Regions from separate parts of the Mus musculus genome. Here all the other regions are linked to region 3. A link is a contact called in public promoter capture Hi-C data. All regions are on one chromosome and are shown on one strand. Each heading gives the region's core, a stretch centred on a gene start, on an enhancer-like site or on the middle of the called end of the contact. The rest is flanking DNA. Distances are from core to core; before and after follow the strand shown. Region 1 holds the start of Tafa4 (TAFA chemokine like family member 4). Region 2 holds the start of Uba3 (ubiquitin-like modifier activating enzyme 3). Region 3 has its middle 56 kb from the start of 4930511E03Rik.

The links. Promoter capture Hi-C pulls out the DNA fragments that hold promoters and counts their contacts.
Region 1: a promoter capture Hi-C map of liver shows a contact between it and region 3, with 4 times the contacts expected there. The contact joins the promoter of Tafa4 here to the enhancer-like site in region 3. A contact is called at or near these places in 9 of 39 promoter capture datasets (3T3-L1-derived adipocytes, cranial neural crest, embryonic stem cells and 6 more) and 2 of 9 other capture datasets (embryonic stem cells and liver).
Region 2: a promoter capture Hi-C map of liver shows a contact between it and region 3, with 5 times the contacts expected there. The contact joins the promoter of Uba3 here to the enhancer-like site in region 3. A contact is called at or near these places in 3 of 39 promoter capture datasets (3T3-L1-derived adipocytes and liver) and 1 of 9 other capture datasets (embryonic stem cells).

The regions. Positions count from the first base shown.
Region 1 is chr6:97,058,974-97,062,026 of GRCm38.p6, forward strand. It overlaps Tafa4 (TAFA chemokine like family member 4), which reads right to left and starts at 1,438. Exons shown (of 6, transcript NM_177233.5): 1 at 1,158-1,438.
Region 2 is chr6:97,203,795-97,206,978 of GRCm38.p6, forward strand. Uba3 (ubiquitin-like modifier activating enzyme 3) reads right to left here and starts at 1,853. Exons shown (of 18, transcript NM_011666.3): 1 at 1,739-1,853; 2 at 1,512-1,553. The coding sequence starts at 1,758.
Region 3 is chr6:94,997,829-95,001,017 of GRCm38.p6, forward strand. No RefSeq gene overlaps it. Among named protein-coding and RNA genes, the nearest start is that of 4930511E03Rik, 56 kb to the left of the region's middle. Within about 2 kb of position 1,708, at least 14 of the 459 cell types and tissues checked have an H3K27ac peak or open chromatin away from gene starts, as enhancers often do. A contact at or near this core is called in 3T3-L1-derived adipocytes and liver, where this site is marked.

The DNA.
Region 1 (3,053 bases), core at 188-2,687, 2.1 Mb after region 3:
TTATATTGGGGTTTTGTTGCTGGTTTGTTGTTTGCTTGCTTGTAGCAAAGATGTTTTGACGAAGCTTAGTCACTGATGTGCACAGGTTTGGTTGCCTGAGTCAGCAGATGGGCTATCCCCGTATCAAGGATTACAGGAAATATCAGACTAAGGACTCAATGGAAATACCCCCTCTCCCACTGAGGCCGCCTCCAAGCAGGGATTTTTGCCTGTCACATCTTATTAACTTTGCTCTTCTCGGAGGGAAGGGCATTAAAAAGTTAAAAGCAAAAAGAGTTCTGGGATCAGTACGCTTCACCAAAAGGGATACTTCAGTCCCGGTGGGGGTTGGCACATGGCTGCTACTCCAAGAGTCTGTGAACTTGTACATATGCATATTTCTGGCTGATTCATAACTCAGCGTTCAAGGGAAAAAACACACTAACACACTAGCAAGAAGCTTGTGGCTTGGGCTGCCTTCCCAGGTGCAGGCTATAAAGCTTTCTATTTCCAATTCTCCAAGGACAAGCTTGGGTTAAAGACGCCCTGCGGTGCGGTGCGAGACAAGTGGCCATGTAACTGAAGCAAGAGGGAAATAAATTTTGAGGCGCTTGCAGCTTTGGTGGACAAAGCCGAGATGCCTCACCAGAACTCTAAGACCCTTCCCTGTTAACCACCTGCGCTCCCAGTCAGCCCAAGCTGTCGGAGGTCCAGGAACCAGCCCACCTACTTCCTCCTGCTGATACTTGTAAGGACCCCTGCTCGGATGCAAAAGGATGAGACCTCAGTGGCCAGACAGAAGCTCCAGCTCTTGGGGTGTTCGCCCTGAGACTGCTCACCCCAGTTCATCAAGTGGCTGCCTCAGCACCAGTAGGGCTCCAGAGTCTGAACTCCCAAATTGGAAGTGGCTGCTGCCCGCCGTCCCTACTCATAACCCCTAGCTGCACGTCGTATCCTTCTCAGTGTCTCTTCTAACTTTAGGATGCACGCGGCTGATTCAAGTACTTCCCCCTGCTCCCTGCTAAATGCTGGAGTGACTAGGGCTAGCTACACCGAGACTAGTGAAACTGAAATTAGCCCCAAAGGCCACTCTTCTCGCGGAGACCATGCTTAAGCATAAGGTTCAAGGCTGCTCTAACCCCTTCTCCCGCCAGCTCTACCCCAGAGCCCATTCTTACTAGACTAGAAAGAGCAGCCGAGTCAGATCCGGGAGTCCAGAGTGAAGCGCCGATCACAGCACTGAAACCAAAGGATGCTCAGCTGGCGACTTGCGCCCATCACCCTCTTAGTACGGCCGAAAGTGGGGAAAGTTCCGGTGCTGCTGCAAAGAGAAGCCAAAGCTACCGTGGGAAGCGCCGTGTCTTAAAGAAGAAACATTGTCCCAGCCAGATCCCAGAGGGTGCAGACAGCCCTGCGCGCCCAGCAAGTGCGCCCCGTCCAGGGTGGCTCCAGGCTAGCAGTGCAGAAACCAGCCCAGAGCTAGCTGACCAGGAGGAGCCCGGCTGGCCGCTGACAGCGCTGATTGGCCAGACTGCCCGATTGCTGGCGCCCTTGTCAAACCCCGCAGTCCACGTGGGCCTGTCCTCTGAGCCCCACCCCCCCTCCACCCCTCTTCCCTCACCTCCCTACCGTACTGCTGTGTGCGCCTCTCCTAAGCGAGCGCCTCGCTGTGGCCACTACTCCGCAGGTGCTGGAGGAAAGGTGTTGATTCTTCTGAACACCTGAGAGCCAAGTTAAGCCCTGCAAACGGTAGGAGAATTTGGGGTTCCGCTCCCAGTTGAAACCATTTCCTCCACAGAGGTCCCACTACAGACTGCAAGCAGGCATCTTCTAACGTGTGCAAAAGCAGTCTGGCTGCATGCGTAATGTCTTTGCGTGAGAAAAAGAGAAAACTTGACACACAGGTTAATAGCTAAATGATTTTCTAAAACAAAAACAAACAAACAAACAAACAAACCTGTTTTAATGGGACTCATTGCCTAAGCATGCCAGAGACCAGCACTAGCACTACATAAAACTAGATGCAGTGATGCAGTCTGTGACCCTAGCAGGAGGATCAGAAGTTCAAGGTCATCTAGACGACATAGCGCGTTTACCGTTAGCCTGAATCCTGTCTCTAAAATCCAGTTCTTTGATGCCTTACCTCTACCTTGTTTCCAGCCCCATCCAATCGCTTTTCCCTCTTCCCTCACAGAAGTAACCAACAATCAGCGGCATTTAAACAGTATCTTCTCTCATCTGACCGCCATTGTATAGATGAGAAAACTAAGGCTCAGAGAGGCTAAATAATTTGCTCACAATTGTGGAGTTAATTAGTAGTAGTACCGCTTATATTTGACCCCGGTTAGCAAGCACGTGCCTTCTCTCTGAGACCAGGCTAGAATTTTGGACTTTCAGGCTCCACCCTAGAACCAGAATTTTCATTTAAACTCAAAGTCCCCATGTGGTTGTTATATGCATGCAGTTTGAAAACCACCATTCTCTGTCACCGTGCTGTCCTCTGCCACTGGCTAACAGCTCCCCCCACCCCACCCCCAGTCCTTTTATTTTTCATTGAATTAAAATGATGAGCCATCTACCGCAGACGCATCCACATATATCCACTTTCTCTCCCTGCTGCTTGGTCTCATCCAGGCCACTGCCCTTGTTTCCCACGCCTCCTGCCACACACACAAGCCACACCACATTATTTCCCTGATTGCAAAACAGTGACAATCCCTGGCTCTTTTGTTATCAAAATTGGGGCCTTGCAAAGTCAGTCACGCTATTAAATTGTCACCAACCTAAGGGTTTTCAACCATGAGCAACCCTTGCGAGCGTGCCTGTTCCTATGATGGTACAGTTAAAGGACATCCTGGTAAATGTCCAATGATGTGATATGCCGAATGCAGCAGTTGACAGAGGCAGAATGCCCCCTATGAACTGAGCTATACGGCCAAATCAGCACCACAGAAAGGTAAGTAATGGGAGGAGGGAGCTAAAGGAGTTCCAATTATTTCTTCATCCAGCTGCTTATCAAATGCCATGTCATCAAATGCTATGTGCCAGGCTTTGGGATGCTGTGACCAACCCAG
Region 2 (3,184 bases), core at 603-3,102, 2.2 Mb after region 3:
CTGTGTTCCTAGCTTCCTCGGCACCCACAGATCAAAGTCGCAACACTAAACACTAAGTGAGAAAGGACTTCCCTCTGTTTGGTATTTACAGTCACTCTGAGTTTCCATCAACCGTTTGTTCCTTCAGTAGAAGTAACAAGTGCATAGGTTGAGGGGGGTCTCTGAGAACTATGGTGCTTCAGTCTAACACTAGTTATGGCTCCTCCCAAGTTGGAAAGATGAGAGCCACTGAACACTTTGGATGAAAGCAATGATCATACATTTCTTTCCTCAGAAGGATCCCAGTATTTTTTTTTCCTTTAAAAACTAAAAATAAAAAACAAACAAACCTCTCCTAATACTAAGGTCCATTTGTTGTCACAAAACACACACACAAGAAAAATGTTTAGATTACAATTATGCCACAGATAGGCATTTATTTACCATCAAGAAATCTTTGAGAACATGCAACTAATAAAGTGGGACTTCTCTAAAAAACAAAACAAAACACTCAAATGCACTTTATAACCACAGATTCATTCATGTTTGGTTGTGATAACTTTCCTGTAACCCCAAAGTTTCTACCTTCAAATATATTAGTGATTTCAATTGTTTACAAAAGGGACTAACATACATTGCATAGCTGATGTTCTGATGCAATGCTGGGTCTCACGCCATAACCAAGCACACTCTAGCTTTGAGAAGATTCCTTAACTGTCAGAAACTTCAGCTGTAGACTGCAACTACTTCTGATGGTCATGAGGTAAAGAGATCATCAGGTATTGAACTTAGGGGCTGCTCTTGGCAGACAGCAAGCGCTCAAACTTTGTTATTTCGTGCTGAGTTGGGAATTAAGCGGTGAGAAAGGGTGAGCCCTTGCATTTGAAATTCACCCATAGGGAGGGGCATGGAAAAGACCAAAGTACTACTGAGAGCTGACACAGAAATTATGAATCACCACACCCAATACACGAGTATTTTTTCCCCCTTCCCACGGAGGGCGGGGAGAGGAATCACGTAGGATTGGCCATATGAAAAGAATTTTAAAGTCTGCGGCATCAAAAAAAACTAAGTATTTAATACAGGTTGTGTGGTAAATGAGAGAGCAAGTGAGTTGCCGTGTCCTTTAAGACCCAATTACCTTGCAAAAATGACAAGTTTTAACACAATTCCTGATTCACGGAGTGTTCATAAAAAGTTTATGTGTACTATTGTCTCAGTGTTCATCAAGGACCCAAAACAGGCCTCGTGTCCATTTAGATTTAGATTGGATTCACTTGCCACAAGGTCACAGCTCTGACAATTTGGGTTGGAGGAAGAGGGGAGTACCGGGTGGCTTTTGCAGGAGCATAGCCAGGGAGCAGCCGGCCGGTGGCTCGAGCTGGGGACGGGGTCAGGGGTGAGGACGCGCGGCCTGCTCCAGGTGACCCCCTCCCAGCACCCTCGGGCCCGCTGCGGCTGGTCCCCTAGGCCTGGGATTAGGGGGAGGCGGGGGTCTCCGGAGAGGACCCCGGCCTCCCAGCAGCACTAACTTCTCAGCCAGCAGCTCCTCTATTCTCCTTCTTTTCTTCTCCCTAAAAGAAAGAGAGAATAAAAGAAGGGTCAGCATCAAGCTCCAAAGAGGGCGCCGCAAGGGTATGGGGGGCGAGGGGACGGGGAAGGGGTTGGGGGACCCCCGGCTGGCAGCGGTGACTGCCCACCGCCGCGCTCTCTCACAACCCAGCCCAACTCGGCGCTCCGGCAAAATCCCGATACTTACGGCTCCTCGCCATCCGCCATATTGTTCCCCGCCTCTTCCCAGAGGCCCTCGCGCCGAGCGGGTCCGCCCGGGAGGGGCGGGACTGCAGGTGAATGGAAGGAGGGAGAGCCGAGCCAGGGAGGAGGGGAGGAGCTTCAGGTAAGAAAGTGAGGGGGCGCGGCGGGGCGGGGCTTCAAACGGAGAGGCGGAGCTGGGGTTTGGGTTCCGAGGCTTTAGGAGGGAAAAACTGAGCAGGCGCGGAGGGGCGGGGTCCAGTGCTTTGAGACTGGGCTATTAGAAGGAGGAGCGAAGGCGGAGCCAGTACTAGAGGCGCGGCTTCAGGGGACGAGAGGGAGGGGCGGGAGCGTCTGGGAAAGCTAGTTGAACAGCGGGAAGCAGTGGCTAAATAGGCTGCTTAGGTCCCCTTAGGCTTTGCAAGCATTTCCCAGTGTATTTAAAATCTTTGATTAATTGTGCCTACTTAATATTATACCATCTATAATGTTGCTATGCCACATGAACTTAGATATGTTACTTATTTATACACTTATACGTTGACACATAATTGCATAAAATGTTCATATATTCTATTTAAAAACTAAAATAGCCACCCCAATATGCCAGTGCTTTTCTCCGGGAAAATTGGTGAAAGAAATTTCCGTTTTCCATATATCAGGAAGATTCAAAACCCTTGCTTTTATGGGCATGAAGTTTAAAGCATTAAATAGACATAGGGTGAAGAGTCTTATTTTCTTTGTGACACTTCAGTGTCACACCAGTCTGTCAGAAAACTAATCTGTTATACATATATACATCAAGATATATATTAGATAAATAAATGAATGATAGATAAGATAGATGATTAGGTATGAAAAGTATAGAGATTTATTTATAACCTGTCACTTGAAAGTGTTAATAAATGAATGAATTTTTGACTCTATTCTTCACAGTCATATATTGTATGTAAATGACTGATTCTGGTAGACAAGAAAGGAAAGAATAATTGTGTTAAACATATCACTTTTAGTAAAGTGAGATAAAAAAATTTAATATGTAAGTCTGAACTGAATTTAAACCCTTACTACTCAGCTATTAACTGTGAGCCCTTGGGTATTTCCAGATCCTCATTTGTAAAATGAGAATAACAACATTCACGATTTTAAGATTGAAAATTAAGTGAATTTTTAAGTGGCTCTCAAATATGGTTTTTGATTGGAATTACTTGAAGGTTACAAATGCCAGGTTTGAGTTTTATCACAAGAGGTGGTTTGTGGACACACTGTTTGAAAACCAGTGAAGTGCCCTGATATAGCTTCTAGGGTGCTCATTAAAGGGGGACGGGGGGGCTGCTACTACTCACTTGAGGCATGCAATCTACTTTGTCCTGCTCTCATTGAACCTTAAGGAAGGCTCATCTGTTACGATCCCCCAGCTACTTTCATCAATAGCACACATTGAGCTAAAAAT
Region 3 (3,189 bases), core at 458-2,957:
AGGCAGAGGCAGGCGGATTTCTGAGTTCGAGGCCAGCCTGGTCTACAGAGTGAGTTCCAGGACAGCCAGGGCTACACAGAGAAACCCTGTCTCGAAAAACAAAACAACAACAACAACAACAAATCCTCCTAATGATACACATCGAGTCAGTGCTTGAGCCAAGGCTTGACCTGTGTCTTCTGACTTCAAATCCACTCCTCTTAGACTAGTGTAATGTAGTTTCAAATAGTTTTAATTATTTGGGTGTGTGTGTGTGTGTGAGAGAGAGAGAGAGAGAGAGAGAAGGAGAGAGAGAGGGGGGAGGCAGAGAGGGAGGGAGAGGGAAAGCGGAGGGGGGGGGAAGAGGGAGGGAAGGAGGGAGGGAGAGAGAGAGAGAGAGAGAAGGAGAGAGAGAGAGAGAGAGAGAGAGAGAGAGAGAGAGAGAGAGAGAGGAGGCAGAGGGGGAGGAGAGGTGGAGGTGGAGGGGAAGAGGGAGGGAGCATGCATGGCCCTGTTTTGCTGGCATGTATGGCCATGCACCGTGTATGCAGTGGTGTCTGAGGAGGCCAGAAAGAGCACTGGATCCCTTAGCACTGAATTTATAGTTAGTTGTGAGACACCATGTAGGTGCTAGGAATTGGGTTCACCCTCGTCTTCTGGAAAAGCAGCTAGTGTTTTAACTGTTAAGCCATCTCTCCAGTCTTTAGACTTACTATTTCAGCTAAGAAACTCCCATGGCCTTGGTTGCTAATGTTGTAATAGTTGGGGTTAGTAGCTCTAGGATAATACCTCCTCATGGTTCAGCAAACAGAATCGTTCACTCCTGCAAGGTCAAAGGCAAGTCAATGAGGATTTGCTCTGTTCAGTTAGGGAATCAGGCTCTCTTCATGGAAACAGGTGGCTTCAGGTCACAACAGCAGTGAGGAGAATGGAGACTAGCCCTGGTTCTTAGATGTTGGTTCTTACTTCCATACGCATTTCCTAGGCTGGGAATAGTTATACAGTTCCATTTTACCAAAGGGAAAAGAATAGCAAATTTTTGTTTCTCGGACCACACTCCCACAAACATGGGTGTAGCACAAGGGCATTCTGGGTCATTAGAAGACAAGACTCTAACACATAATCTCATTACTTGAGTCACACTGAAGTATGAAAGGCAGGCAGAACATACTAGTGGCTTATGAATTCACCTCCCTTATAGCAATCAATTAAAATACAAAGGCAGACCTCATGAACGTAATGATCCAAAAATACTGACCACCTGCTTTGGCTATAAAGTTTCCCAGATTGGAAGTTGAAATTGGATTTTTTTTTTCCTTTCCAGGGCATTTTGTAGGCGTCTATTGGCTCAGTGTCAGAATAGCTGGACCTCCAATAAAATGAATACAAATATTTGTGAGGTTCATTGCCTGCCGCTTGGCAGCAGGTCAGAGCTGGCCCCTAGAGAACACGTGCTCTGCAGGCACGTGGCAAGTCTGACTTGCATGGTTCAGTGAGCCAATGGGGACTGTCACTCTGGAAAAATCCACAAAGTTTAGCCCCCATTAAATCATATTGACAGCTTCTTGTTTCCCTGTTTGTCGTATTTAAGACACAGCATTTCTTGATTCCTATGGTGGTTAATCTTGTCAACTTGACAGGAGGTGAAATTACTTTGGTACCCTAAAAAGAGGTGGCACTATTCCACGGGCTGAGCTCTGAAACTGAACAGAGAGAGAGCAAACATTCATCGATGTGTGTATGTGGACTGCACATACAGTGTGACAAGCCATTTCCCCAGTTCTTGCTGCCCTCACCATGGACACACACACACAAACACACACACACACACACACACATACACACACACACACACACACACGTGCTGTAGCCTTCTTTGTAAGAATGTCTCAAGTTCTAATGTGAAAATACCCAGGGACGGTAGGAAAGTGCTGATTCTTATCTCAAGGGCTGGCCTAGGTCCTACAAGCCTGTTTCCCCAGTTCAGCTGCTGAAGTCTTTAAGAACTGCCCCAGAGCTACTGTTTCTGTCTTGCCCCTTTAGCCTTGAGCACTTTCTTTGCAGCTGGGCTTTCTAAAAACCAGAGATGTGAAGATACAAAAGCCTGGCCCGCCAGCATCAGTGAGACAAAATCGTAGCATAGTGAGTTTCTGCCTCCTAATTCCCTAGTAGAGAGGTTTATGCCTGAGGGAGGCTTTGTCTGGAATCTCGTTTTTTTCCTCTACCTTCCCCTCTCATAAAGATTTCTCCAGAGACAGCTGCTTTGTCTTTCCCAGGAAACCTTGCCTTGGGATTCTGGAAGACCTGTGCAACAAACACATTCTCAGGCCACATTTTGGGAAACAGATCTAAGAGTGATGCAGAAGAGCTTAAGCAAGATGGTGCTGGACTTTGGGTCAAATAGACCAGGCTTCAAACAATGTGATGCCCAGTTCAAGCTAGGCTCAGATAAATGCTCTTTAGCAATATTAACTCATTATACATTCATGATAACTTTGAAAGAAGAAAGCTCTGTTTTGCAAAAAGAACTGAGAGATCAAACGAAGCATTCAAAGCAATCCAGTTTAAAAGTAGCAAAGCTGGGGACCGAGTCTCCTTATTCTGGGTCCACAGTAGTGAGTTCAATTGGTAAATGGCTAGTTTCTGCTTTTGTAACAGCAGGCTGTCATTTTCCTGACCTTCAATTCCTGATGTATAAAACAGGGAATGTAAATAGCTACCTTCAGAATTACTCAAGGATTAAATGAGGTAGTTATATTAAGTGCCCAGTAAGGAGCTGAGCAAATGCTGGGTGTATTGCTCAGCACATTCAACTCATTTCTTTGGTACTCGGTAGCATGTGAACCTCACCTCTGCCACTGAGAAGTCAGATTTCAAAGACAACTGGTCGACCAGTTCTTTGGTTCCCAGCCTCAGTTCAAGCCTGTTCACTTCTAGAGAGATGGAACGCTTTGACCATTCTTGTAACCCTATTAGATGAGGTTTCTGACCCTTTACTAGAGGAGGTTAATTGAGTCCAAGTTAAGTCCAGGCATGCTAACATTTCTCTCTTCAAAAGATGATGGGTGGTACCTGAAATAGGAGGGGGAAAAATTCCTGAAGGACAGCATGCAGGCCCCAGAAACATAGCAATGTCCCTGAGAAGAACAGAAATCAGTTTCTACTTTTTCTTGCGTTCAGCATGTGTATGCTCTCTCTTATTTTCTATAC